3 separate regions of the Sus scrofa genome follow, and regions 1 and 3 are each linked to region 2. A link is a contact called in public HiChIP or PLAC-seq data. All regions are on one chromosome and are shown on one strand. The core of a region is the stretch at or near the end of the contact, and the rest is flanking DNA. Distances in the headings are between cores, read along the strand shown.

Region 1 (4,387 bases), core at 1,314-3,813, 130 kb after region 2:
CATTCCCCTGCCTCTCAGGACCTGTTTCTGCAACTGTAAAATGTCAGGTAGGATTGACACATCCAATTTTAAACAATGTTTTTAGAGGAGACTGGCTGGCCCTAAGGACATGGTAACAGTGAGGCAGAGGCAAGCATCAGAAGACAAGCTGCCTTAGGGAGTCTGGTGCCTTCAACTCCCTGCCATAGACCACTTCTGCTTTTGAGCCATATTTGCATCTGTTTTACATATTCTCTCATTTCTCACCAATAGCTTCCCATGGGCCTCCCTGGCTTGTGGATTCTGCTGCCCAAACCCAGCCATGACCCTCTTTCCCTTCCTGCTTGAATCCTCCCAGCCCCCTCCAACCTCAGCCCTGATGTCTTGCCTTCTCAAAACTCATCAAGGGCAGATTCTCTGTTCCCTCCTACCTCCGGGCCTTTGTTCCTATTTATCCCTGCCCCTAGGGGAGTGAAATCCCCTCCACTCCATCCAACCTGGGGAAAGTTGAACCTATCTACCTAAGCCCAGCCAATTCTGGAGGCAGAGCTTTGTGGCGGTAGAGAGAGGCAGGTGGCTTTCTTAGCATCTCCTTTATGTCAAAGAGAGATGGAGATGCTGTCCCATTTTACGGAGACAGAAACTGAGGTTCAGAGACAACCCTGGGTCATGGGAGATTGGAGCCCAGGCTGCTAACGGCTACCACAGAGCCCATACTCTGCCTTGAACACTTGCCGTCCTTGGCAGTCAGAAAAGTGGGTTTGCAGGTCATGAAGGGGGAGGCTTCTTACATATAGAGGAACTCACTTAATTCTTATCCCAACTCCATGAGGTGGAGGGCTGTTATTATCCTCATTTTGCAGATAAAGAAACCGAGGCCCAGAAAGGTCAAACTACTTGCCCAAGATCACATAGCCTGTAAGAGGCAGAGCTGGGAATTGAACCCTGGCCATCTGGCTCCAGAGTCTTGCAGGCAGATGTGGGTGGATTACTCACCTGTGTTCAGCCCACTGGTGCCCGGCAGCTGGCTGGCCCACGATCATGTTCTCATAGTCCGACGTGGAAGATCTGGTCAGGGTAGCTGCTGGGGGCTTAAGGTTGAGGGCCCGACTACTGTACCTCGGCTGCCGACCTGAGCCAGACCTGGAACCATCCTGAGCAGCCCACGTTTTGCTCAGGCCCCGGCCGCTGTCCATCCGACGTCTACAGAATCTCCAAGCCAACACTGGGCCAGCAATGGCAAGCAAGAGAAACAGGCTTCCACCAACTGCCAGTGCTCCTACGGCTCCTGCAGAGAGGCCAGGGGGACAGCCTTCCTCCAAGGCAGAGAAGTTGTGCCAGGCACCAGTGGTCTTATCTAGGCACTGCAGAGGCGGCTGGCCAGAACAGTTGTCCTGCCGAATCTTGTGCCAGGAAAATAGGACACAGTTGCAATCAGCCTTCAGGGTGAGCTGACAACGTCTGGCCAGTGCCCCATCCACGTGTTCCAGTGGGTTGTTTGTCACGTCCAGGAACTTCAGCTCTCCCAGGTGGCTGAAGAAGACTGATGGGAGCTTGCGAAGGCGGTTTCCAGACAAGTCAAGGATGGTCACACTTCTGGCCTGCAGAGACTGGTTCTGAGGCAGCCAGCTCAAGTTTTGGCCACTGAAGTTCAGGCATGTGTCCGTGAACTCTCTGGTCCAGTCCACGTTCCCGGAGGACACGCACGACGTTCCCTGGGTGCCTGGATTGTGCAGCAGCAGCAGCAGCAACGGCGGCGGCGGCAACAACAGCACCCACACCAGGGAGCCCCCCATTTAAGCAACCTAGGCAGAGAGACCAGAATCCAAAGCCTAACCTCAGCCTGTGGTCGCCACCTGTTATGTGTGTGTATATATATATATATATATATATACAGCTCAGGCCACTTCTGAAGTGTTAAAACATAGCCCTTCGCTGGACGCCCCTTTGGTTGGCTCTGGCCCCCAGCCTCAGTCTCCCCTTCCGGGGAACGGGTACATAACCTGGGTGCCTCAAGGGCTCAGAAGGCAAGGAGGAGACCTGGCCCAGTCAGCCCCTTCCCCTTCTCTGAGATAAGCCACTTTGGGCTAAGTTGCCCAATTTCCTCCCCGCCCCCCAACACTCCGGGAGCCCTTGTTGGCCAGACAGGACTATATGCAAAAAGAGTGGTTGCTGGCGCAGGTGCAGCCCTGCAAAGCAGGGGAAAAAAAAAAAAAAAAAGATTGGTTGCCCTGGAAACGGCCCCGCCCCTCTGCCTTTCTTCCTGAACGACAGGCGGCTGGGAGGGAGTCATGAGCGGGGCCTGAAAGGGCCCCCCGGCTTTGGCTTGCCGCTCCTGAGCAGTTCCAAGTTCTAGTGCCTCCGTCCTACCTTTCTAGTTCCACTGGCACGGCTTTGCCTCGACCGGGCTGGAAGTCTCTGGCGCGGAGGGGCTGCGTCGTGGCTCACCTGGACACAGGGGCCAGAGCGACGGACCCTTCGGGGATCTGGATCCGCTAGGGTCTCTGGCGTTCCTCAAGCTCTGCAACCAGCAACTCAGGGGGAAGAGGAACTGGTGCCCGGGTGGAGTGCAGAGAAGAAAAATGAAGAAGACACCGAGCCCCATAGGCCTCCTCCCCGTTCCCCCTCCCCAGGCCTCTAGGACCAGAATTCTCACGAGAGGGGGAGGGGCAGCCTACTTCCCTCTTGCTGGCCCTCAGTGACTACATGGCCCCCATTAACGCCCCAACTAACTTCTACCCCATCAACTTACTTCACAATGAGTTGCATTCATATATTCATTCAACAAACATCACTCAGGAGTTCCTGTCATGGCTCAGCAGTAACAAATTTACTAGCATCCATGAGGACCCATGTTCCGTCTCTGGCCTTGCTCAGTGGGTTAAGGATCCAGGCATTGCCGTAGCTGTGGTGTAGGGCACAGAAGCGGCTCAGATGCTCTATTCCTGCCATTAAAAAAAAAAAAAGACAACCAAAAACCCCACAAACATCATCCATGCTAAGTCCCTAAGAGGCTTCAGCCCTGGCCATTTGTTCCAGGAATATCCAGTCTTGGGAGAAGACAGAACTGGACAAAGACACCCCCAGGCTGGTGGAGTCAGGTCAGGGCCAGAAGGAGGGACAGGGTGCTGGAAGACTTCCTAGAGGAGGCATTAGAATTGGGGCTTCAGGAGTTCCCGTCGTTGCTCAGTGGTTAACGAATCTGACTAGGAACCATGAGGTTGCAGGTTCGATCCCTGGCCTTGCCCAGTGGGTTGGGGATCTGGCGTTGCCATGAGCTGTGGTGTAGGTTGCAGACGCAGCTCGGATCCTGCATTGCTGTGGCTATGGTATAGGCCAGCAGCTGCAGCTCCAATTAGACCCCTAGCCTGGAAACCTCCGTATGCCCGGGTGCGGCCCTAGAAAAGACAAAAAAAGACAAAAAAAAAAAAAAAAAAAAAAAGAAGAAGAAGAAGAAGAAGAACTGGGGCTTCAGCACATGAATGGGAGTTTGCCAAGGATTCCTAAAACCTGCCTTTGACTCCCCAAGCTCCTAGCATCCCCCGCAAGTCAGAGCTCTCCTAACATATATTCATGCTTCCAGGCTGCAGGGAGATATGAGGAGGGCACCCTGTGTGAGGGGACATTGAGTCTGGAGCTTGGAATATAAATAGCAGTGGCAGCAGAAACGAATGCATTGAAGATTCCAGAGAGAAGAGAAAGCATGGCCGGCTGTGACAGTATAGTTAGGAGTGGAGCGGCTAAATGGAGGAACTGGTGACATGAGCAGGGGGACAGGCAGCACAAGCCACCAAAGCCATGCTCAGGAATGGGGCTGTATTCCCAGGGCCAGAGCAGCTTGTGAGCACTGAGTCAAAAGATTCTACTGGAGTGAGCCTGGGGTCTGGAGGTGCAGAACCTTGCAAGGAGGCCAGAGAGGGGGCCTGAGTAGGACCTAAGGGATAGCGGCAAAAGAGAGAGTGAGGAGGTAATGGATTGGGGTGGGCTGAGAGAGGGTCTCCACCTCACCGGGTCCTGGCTTCAGGCAGAGCGGCTTCAAATCCTTTTTAGCCCCTGGCTTGTTGAACTTAACTGCTCTGTACCTCAGTTTCCACATCTGCAAAATGGGGCAAAGGGTATAAGCCTTCTCTTGGACTCTGAGAGGCTGGAGTCTACTCTCCTACGCTTTCCCCTCTCTTCAGTCTCTGCCCCTTTCCATCTCAAAGCTCAGAGGAATGGTCAAAGGTTTTTGAACCGAGACTTTGGGAAAGGGCTGCAAATTGTCCTTCAACAACCCAAAGAAACTTATCTCACCCCCAGTAAGAAAATGGCAGGAGTTCCCGTCGTGGCGCAGTGGTTAACGAATCCGACTAGGAACCATGAGGTTGCGGGTTCGGTCCCTGCGCTTGCTCAGTGGGTTAAGGATCCG
Region 2 (4,241 bases), core at 1,064-3,563:
CAGCTCTGTAATCCTCACAAATTTCAATCCTCACAAATTTCTAGGACATGTTTACAACTGTTCTGTCCATTTTACAGACAGGTAAACACAAGCCGAGAAAGTTTCTATCTTTTCCTTTCTGCCTCCGGCTGGACCTGCTCCCCTTCCCTCCCGAATTCCCTCCTCCGAAAAGGGGAGGCAAAGGTCTGGGACAACCGCGGGCTAGCTAGCCCAAACGTTGGCAGGAAACCCCAAAGTCCCCCGCCCACCCGGATAGGAGTCGGCCCCGCGCCCAGAGGCGCCTAGATGGCGCTCTCTGCGCGCCAGATGTGCAGTACCTTCCCGGACGCCGACTCCCTCCTTCTCCGAGCAGGGGCGGAAGGAGGCGGCAAAGGAGGCAAGAGGGGAAGGGGAGCCGGTCAGGCCCCGCCCAGCCCGTCAGGCCCCTGCGGGGGAAGAAGGAGGCGGAGAGCCGAGCTGGCGTAACGAGACTTTACTGAAAACAGAACACCGGGCGAACCAAGGATTACAAACAGGAATGTGGACTGGTAGCAAAACAAAACAAAAAAATAAAAAGGGCGAGAGGAGGGGTTGTCGGAGGGATAGGAGGGGGGAGCGAGAGCAAGAAAAGGGTTTTTTTTTTTTCTTCTTCCCATTTCTTTAAAAAACCAACACAAGAAAACACACACACACACAACCAACGTTTGTTCCCGAGTAGAAACATAAATAGGGCAGAATCGAACACTCTGTTCTTCTCTCTTCCAAAGTCCAAAAAAAAAAAAAAAAAAGTAAAAGAAAAGGAAACGCAGGGCTTGAGGCTGCGCCCCCTTCGGCGGCGATGTGTACAAAGAGGCAGCCAGGACGCGCGGGTTTGTGCAACACCGGGTGGCCGCGCGCCGAGGACAGAGGCAGCGCGAGGGCAGGGGAAAAGGAGGGGGGGTCATGCGCTCGCCCCCCCAGGAGCAGGGGGTCCAGCTTGTCGAGTCTGAGGCGCCCTCTCCGAGTCCTGGCACCCTCGGGGGGGGGGGTCCCCGGGGCCGCGCCCTCTCCAAGTCCCGGGAGCCCACGCCCCCCCCCCGCAAACCCGCCTCTCTGGAAGGGGGCCGCGCATGCGCCCCGCGCGCGGGCTCAGTACGCCGGCACCTGGTGCTGGGGCAGCAGCTGGCAGCCGCTGTTGACGTGGCTGAGGACCTTCTGCTTGAGTTGCGCCACCTGCTCGCGCAGCAGGCTCGCCGTGGACGCCAGCTCCGTGTTCTGGCTCTTGAGCGTCTTCACTTTCTCCTCGAGGCGCGAGATACGCTCCAGCTTGCGCTTGCGGCACTTGGAGGCAGCGATGCGGTTGCGCAGCCGCTTGCGCTCCGCCTTAATGCGCTCCTGAGTGTCCATGTCGATGGGCGACAGCGGCGGGCTCTCGCCGAAGCTCGGCACGTCGGGCACCGTCTGCGGCTCATCCTTGAGTGCGGCCAGGCGTGGCGGCCCCAGCGCGCCTGGGGCGGCGGCGGCGGCGGAAAGGGCACGGGTTCAGCGGCGAAGGCGACCGTCGCAGCTCCCCCCGAACCCCCAGTCCCTCCCGCGTAGCTGCTCAGGTTCGCGTAGACGGGCGCCTCGGGCGTGGCCGCCGCTGGGGCCAGCTCGCTGGGAGGTGCGGCGCCTGCAGCCGTGCCTGAGGGTCCTCCGGCGGCGGCGGCAGCGGAGGCCGCGCCCGCGCCCAGCTGGTTTTGCTTGTGCAAGTCCTCCAGGGCCTTGACGAAGCCCTCGGCGAACTCCTGCTCCTCGCTTGCCGCCACCTTGGGGTAGAGAAACTGCGTGCTCGTCGGCGTGGTGGTGACCAGCCCGTTGGACTGGATGATGAGACGTTCGAGCTCGGGCGAAGCGAGCTTGAGCAGCCCCAGGTCGGGCGAAGGGAGCAGGCTGTCGGGGGGCGCCGCACCCTGGGCGCCGTCGGTGCGCAGAGGGGCCGGGGGCGGTGCGGCCGCGGGCTTGAGCGCCGCTGCCACCTGCTCGCTCAAGCTCAGCGTCAACGCGTCCTTCTTCATCATGCTGCCGGCGGCTGCCGTCGGGGGCGCCCCGGGGAACAGGCGACCCGGGGACGCGAAGCTGCCACCGCCGCCACTGCCACTGCCGCCGCCCAGGCCGCTCAGCGCCTCATCGCCGTAGAAGGGTGTTTCCATCCTCCGCCTCCCCCGCCGCGCCGACCCGGGGGGGGGAGTGGCCGCGGCCGCCCGGGGGGCCCTCGCCCCCCCGTCCGCTCGGCCCTGCGCCCGCCCAGGCCGCGGCCGCTGCGCCCAGCCCTCTGCTGGCGGCGGCTCCCGAGTCGCGCAACGCGCGCGCCCCCTTATAGCCTCGGCCGGGTACGATGAGCTCACTGTCCCTGCTCGCCATTGGACGCGGGTGACGTCGCTCATTTGCATGGAGGGGCGGGGCCAAGCCACTGACGGCCTCTTCAACCCCCACCGACTGCAGTCGTCCAGGTGACGCGCGGTAAACGGCACAACAGCGCGCTGCCTTGTGGGTTGACGTCATGGGGGCGGGCCGCGCGTCGGCCCGGTCACTCCGCCCCAGGAGCCAGAGTAAGACCCAGGCCCCCAGCACCGCCTCCCGCCAAGGCACGTCCCGGGTGGCGTGATGGGCCCGGCCACCAGGCGCCCGCCCGCCCGAAGCCCCGCCCCGCGTCCGCGCGTGGGGCCCCGGGCGGGCGGAGGCGGTACTGGCTCCGGGGACAGAAGGGGGATGGGGCCCCGGATGGATAAATAACTCCCTGGCGCCTCCAGCTCCACTACGCCGGCTGGGCTTCCCTTAGCGCGCCTGTAGCTACGCTCCGTGGGGTTGAAGACCTGAGGGAGCTGAAGCGTGGCTCGCCAGGGTGTGGGTCTAGTCTGTCCACCTCACCTCCACCCCCCAGCCCAGTCCCAAGTGGTGTGTTTGCTTCAGAAAGGCCGGGAAGCGGAGAGGAGGCCAGAAGTTGCTGGAACCTTTTTGATCTCAATACTTTTCACTGGGTGGGACTGAATCGTGGAGTCTGACTTCCTGACTTTACAGATGGGAAATTGAGGCTCGGCGAGGTGGAGTGACCTGTCTCCGGGACCAGGCCTGAGCTCTTATACATCTGGCAGAACCCTGGCGTCCATGACCCTGGACAGCCCCCTACCTGGGTCCCACTCCTCACCCCCCAACCCTTGGCCCTTGGCTCCCGGACTGAGCTATTAAGGCAGGAATCCCAGTCCGTATTTATTACCATGATTGTCAGGTCAGGCTTAATTGGCCTCGAAAAGGCTGGCTGGGAACGGAATGTGAGGGAGGTGGGAGAGACTCTTCCCACCTTGGGACTTCTGGGTCTGACCTACAGTCCCTGCATACAACCCCTCCATGGTTCCTACCACACTGAGGATGGAGCCTAGTCCATCGGGAGGGGGCCCCACACCTTTCTTGTGGTGTTCTCTAACCTTTCACCCTCACCTTCTTTGAGCTTTGTCTTCCCAATTCATTGCTACCTCGGGGCCTTGACAGGTGCTGTGCCCTCAGCCTGATGCTGCCTTCCCCCAGTGCCAACACTTGTCCTTAGGCCCCTCACACTCACCTTGTTTCCATTATATCCTGGCAACCATCCACAATGATGGGATGGACCATAAGTCCCTGGAGGGCAGGGACCTTGTCTAGCTCAAGCTAGCTGGGTACCCAGCTTTCTGCATGGGGCCAAAGACAGCGTTAAGAAAAAAACACTCTCTGGTGGGGTTGCTGTGGCAGTCTCTGGCCTCAGTCTGATTGCCTTTGGACATGAGCACTTGCTCTTCTAGGTCCCTTCCTCACCTAGCCTTGCCCCTAACTGCGCTGTCGAGCAAGAAGGCCATGAGGGAAGTTGTCACAGGAGCCAGAAGCCAAGCCTGGCTGGCAGAGGGTCAGAGTATGGGTGTGTGTGTACAAACACACAAATGTCTGTTTGTGCCTTTGTGTGTTGGTGTATGGGTCACTATACCCAAATGTGTTCATACATGGGAGTGGATGTCTGTGTGCCTGTGTGGATCTGTGTTAACATGTGTATGTATATATGTACGTACACATGTATGTATGCATGTATATACATATACATACACATCTGTATGTATGTGTCAGTGTGTCCAGGCATGTGGGTCTCTTTCTCCTCCTGTCCCAGCCTGGGCAAAGGGACACCTGATGGGAGGGTATACAGCCTCCAGCCTGTAGCCAGCCCGGTACTGGGTTCCTCCCTCTGGGCCTGTGCAGTGGGCCAAATTGAAGGAGATGGG
Region 3 (4,410 bases), core at 1,718-4,217, 250 kb after region 2:
GACCCCGCATTGCTGTGGCTCTGGCGTAGGCCAGTGGCTACAGCTCCAATTGGACCCCTAACCTGGGAACCTCCATATGCCGTGGGAGCAGCCCTAAAAAAGGCAAAAATCCAAAAAAAAAACTAAAAGTAGGAGTTGCCATTGTGGTGCAGCAGAAATGAATCCGACTAGTATCCACGAGGATGCAGGTTCGATCCCTGGCTTCACTCAGTAGGTTAAGGACCTGGCGTTGCCCTGAGCTGTGCTGTACATTGTAGACGCAGCTCGGATCCCGCATTGCTGTGGCTGTGGCATAAGCTGGCAGGTACAGCTCCAATTCAACCCCTGGCCTGGGAACCTCCATATGCCACAAGTGCAGCCCTAAAAAGCAAAAAAAAAAAAAAAAAAAAAAGTAAAAGTAAAAACCCTCTTCACAAGTTGTCACTGGCAAACTATATAACCATGGCACTAGAGAATAGGAAACTCTAGACAGACACTACTGACAGTCACAAGTCACACATAAAGAGCTTTGTTAACAACCAATCATCCTTCTCTGGTCACACAAACAAATTCTTCAAGTCACCTTCCCCATACCCACCACCCAAGAGCACTGAGTGTGCCCAGCTGCCCTGATTTTACCTCAGTCCACTATTGAGTAAGATTAAATATGAAATTGCCAAGTAACTTAAATTACCAGTCAGCCTCTGAGAAAAATGAAAGTTTGAGTCAACCCCAAAATTTAGCTCAAAGTCAACCCCAAAATTTAGCTCACCCAGCCAAGTTAACACAAATGGCTTGGAGAAGCTCTAAGAGGGAGCCTCATCTGGCTGATCAACACCAATGTACACAGCTGGGCTCTGCATGGGACAAACTTGAGTCTGCAGTTATACCTTCACCCTCACAGGAGGAAGATCCAGCTCAGGGGATGTAACCAACACCCTAAATTAAAAATAGCAGCGTGACAGCATGAGGTGGATGCAGAGACAGGCCTTCCTGACGAGTAGATCAAGGGAGGGCAGCATGGCAGGGAAGGCGGGGCTCCTAACCCTCAGTGACCAGGTACCAAGTTCACCTTATTTACATGACTCACCAGCTCTCCCCCAGCTGTTTCTAGGAAAGCCCGCCTTCCTGCAGAACAAGTTGGAATTGCCCAGGGAAAAAGTCACCGGGCTGGAATTCCACAAGGAAGGCTCAAGCTGGCCACCATGCCCCCTCCTCCTCACCTGCAGTGGCACCCCAGGCTCACCTTGGGGAATCACTTTTGACAAGGTGAGAATTTGCTCTTCCAACAAAGATGAAGTCCCTGTTCTATGAAGAGAAAACTGAGACGCAAGAACAGGAAGGAAATTGCCCCCAAAAGTGGAAAGAAGCCAGGGAAGGGTGGGCACGGGTAACAAGACAGGGGAAAAAATTCCCGGCTTAGCTAATGGTGCCGAACAAGTCCAGGGCAGGAAGAAAGCCACATTCCTTCCTAGTTAGTCTCTCTCCTCACCCGCCCTGAGCCCCCCCCCAGCCCCAGTACACACAACACACACACACACACACACACACCACACACACACACACACACACACACTCTCTCTCTCTCTCTCTCTCTCTCTCTCTCTCCTCTCACTCTCTCTCTCTCTCTCTTCTTTCTCTTTCTCTCAGAGGGCGGGGCCTTCCTGAACCTGACACCAGACCCCTTGCTCCCCCTAGCCACGATGAAGCCCCTACTTTCCCAGTGAGGAGGTAAAAGGGCTCCCAAACCACTTCCCCTCAGGACCTGACCACTGGGCACCTGCAACTTCTGTCCCAACACAGGAGGAGGGCGCCATGACACAAACAGAAATGGGAAGAAGCAGTTTCTGACCAGGGCCCCAGATGTACCCTACAGTCAGGCCTGAAAGAAGGTACACAGAAGCCTCTCCCCAACCCCCCCCACCCCCCGCCAGGTGGCAGAACTGAAACGCCTTGAACTTAGCCAGATGGACCCAAATCAGCCCCTGAGAAGTTTGTGAGTCAGGAGCCAGGTGCGGTGGCCAGAGCTCCCTCCCAGGTGCCCACCACAGGCTCCCAATCTTCTAAAGGCACCATACCAGCAATCCCCCCCTCCACAATCACAGCCTCTTCTTCTCAAAACACTCCTACTCTCTAAAGGTGTCCAGTGAGACCTGGTCACCTGGGGAGTTGGAGGCGAGTTGACAGGTTTTGCCCAAATTTCCTTTCCCAGGAACGAAAAGTGAACCCAACTCCAGGGGCCTCATTGGAAAGCATCAAAGACAGCCCCCAAGTGCAGACACAACCTCCCCATACAAACGGAACAAAACCCCACAGGTGCTCCGACAGCGGTGCCCCACTGACCCACCCTACCAGTGACCAAGACGGAAAAGCTGCTCCTCGGGAGTGCAGGCAGTCATCCCTACCGGCCATCCCGCAAAGGAGCCAAAGAAGCCCCAAACCCCCACCTCCGAGCTCGGACAGCGGGGCCTCCACCCCTTCCCCTGAACAGGTGAAAAGACCAGTTCCTGCTCAGGTGCCGGATGGGCCGAGAAAGGCGCCGGACAGACCCCCTATCCCCAGACCAGGAGCGAGAGTTCGGGCCCCATGGCCGCCCCGGGCCACCCGCCAGGTTCTCCTCCCGGCGCCGAGGTTCCCTGCGCTCCGAGCCGGACAGGCGCCTACCCCGCGCCCCGCTGGCCCAGGAACTCACAAGCAGCACCTAAGAAGCCGGACCCCGCGCCCCCAGGCTAGGACGCCGTGGCGAGAGGAGCGCGAGGCCGACCTGCGTCCCGATGTCCCCGACGGCCGCACCGCCTGCACCGCTCACCTGGCAGACGCGGTAATTCTCGAAGGCCCTCAGAGCACTGTCGGTGAGCTTCACGTGGAACACGGACACCTTGCTACCGTCGCTCACTCGCCCGCACGACAGCCCGTAGCTCCGAGCCTCCTTCAGCGCCGCCATCTTGCGACCATCGCTCCCCCGCCCCCCCTTCCCGGCTCCAGTGCGGGCGGTGCGCCGGCCACGCCCCACCCTGCTGCCCGCTGACGTGCTGCATTATTCATAAGACGCGGCTGGCCACGCCCTCGCCGGAACCCCCCTAGAACCACAGACGCCGCGGTACCGCCCGCTGACGTGCTGCACTATTCATGAGATGCGGCTGGCCACGCATCATGTGGGCCCAGGGAATCCCATAGTTACCGCCCCGACTTCCTGCATTTTCGTAAGGCGTGGATGGACTCCCCCCATCCCTAACCTCTCAAGACCCTAGAGGTGTCCACTTCCGCGCCCGGACTCCGCCTCGACACGCGCGCTCCTTCAAGCCCCGCCTCAGTGTGTATTATTCATGATCTTGACTCAGCCAGGCAAGTCGAAGCACCGCCCCACCAGCCAATGACGTGATGTATTATTTATGAGGTCTCTCCAAGTCTTCCGTCTTTGGCTTCAGCGAGGAGCCGCATTGAGGGCGTGGGAGGGGGCGGGGCCCGCGCAAAGCACGTGGGGGGAGGGATCCGCTGCTGGATGGGCGTGGCTATGTAAACTGAGCGCGCGTTGGACGCTGGGTTGGGCTAATAGGGTTCCCCTAAGGTGGGCCTGGGGCTGTTGGATGATTGGGGGTCAGATTAACTTTGCTCATGGTAACAGTAGATTTCTTTTTAAATTAAAATATAGTTAATTTACAGTGTTGTGCTAAGGGTAGACTTAGAATAAAATCCTACACCCCCCAGAGCCCTGAGAGATGGTGATTGTCCTGCTCACCCATTAAAAAAAAAAATTTCACCTATCATGAAGTTAGTTAATGTGTACAATTCTGTGGCATTTAATACATCCACAATGCTGTGCAGCCACTACCACCATCTAGTTCCAGAACGTTTTCATCACCCCTAAAGGAAAAACCCACACCCACAAAGTAGTCACTCCTCATTCCCCCTTCCCAGGCCCTAGTAACCACTAACCTACTTTCTGTATCTATGGACATTTCTCTTTTTTCCTTTTTTGGCTGCCCCGTGGCATATAGAGTTCCCTGGGCCAGGGATCAGATCCAAGCCTCAATCCAGACCTAAGCCTCAGCTGCAGCAACTCCAGATCTTTTACCTACTGTGCCAGGCCAGGGCTCAAACCTGCATCCTGGCACTGCAGAGACACCGCAGATCCTGTTGCACAATAGCAGGGACTCCTTCTCATTTTAATCTAATTACAGACAGTGGTCATAGGATGAAGTGAGGCAAGGGAGGAAGGTGAATTCAGGGACTTTCTATGTGTTTCTACCCAGATGATCTTGTTAGCTCTGCCTATCACTACCAGGCCGGCACTGCCATCTATTTACCCCTTGACCATGAACCTAAAGGCTGATCCTAAAGGCAATGCTAGATTCCTTGCAACTTTTTCCCATGCCTGTCATTAATATCTCCGTTTACAAATGGAGAAACAGAATCAAAGGAATGAGACAG

Evidence for each region. HiChIP or PLAC-seq counts read pairs in DNA pulled down with a chosen protein or histone mark.
Region 1: an H3K27ac HiChIP or PLAC-seq map of alveolar macrophages shows a contact between it and region 2. The contact joins the promoter of LRRC25 here to the promoter of JUND in region 2. A contact is called at or near these places in 1 of 5 promoter capture datasets (fetal liver), 12 of 47 Hi-C or Micro-C datasets (alveolar macrophages, brain, embryonic fibroblasts and 9 more) and 2 of 2 datasets of contacts at active chromatin or transcription factors (alveolar macrophages and skeletal muscle).
Region 3: an H3K27ac HiChIP or PLAC-seq map of alveolar macrophages shows a contact between it and region 2. The contact joins the promoter of ELL here to the promoter of JUND in region 2. A contact is called at or near these places in 1 of 47 Hi-C or Micro-C datasets (embryonic fibroblasts) and 1 of 2 datasets of contacts at active chromatin or transcription factors (alveolar macrophages).

The regions. Positions count from the first base shown.
Region 1 is chr2:59,399,388-59,403,774 of Sscrofa11.1, reverse strand. LRRC25 (leucine-rich repeat-containing protein 25) reads right to left here and starts at 2,563. Exons shown (of 3, transcript XM_021083527.1): 1 at 2,350-2,563; 2 at 976-1,784. The coding sequence starts at 1,775.
Region 2 is chr2:59,529,063-59,533,303 of Sscrofa11.1, reverse strand. It overlaps JUND (transcription factor jun-D), which reads right to left and starts at 2,313. Exons shown (of 2, transcript XM_021083521.1): 1 at 1,473-2,313; 2 at 458-1,470. The coding sequence starts at 2,150. The coding sequence ends at 1,108.
Region 3 is chr2:59,275,721-59,280,130 of Sscrofa11.1, reverse strand. It overlaps ELL (RNA polymerase II elongation factor ELL), which reads right to left and starts at 2,967. Exons shown (of 13, transcript XM_021083507.1): 1 at 2,789-2,967. The coding sequence starts at 2,923.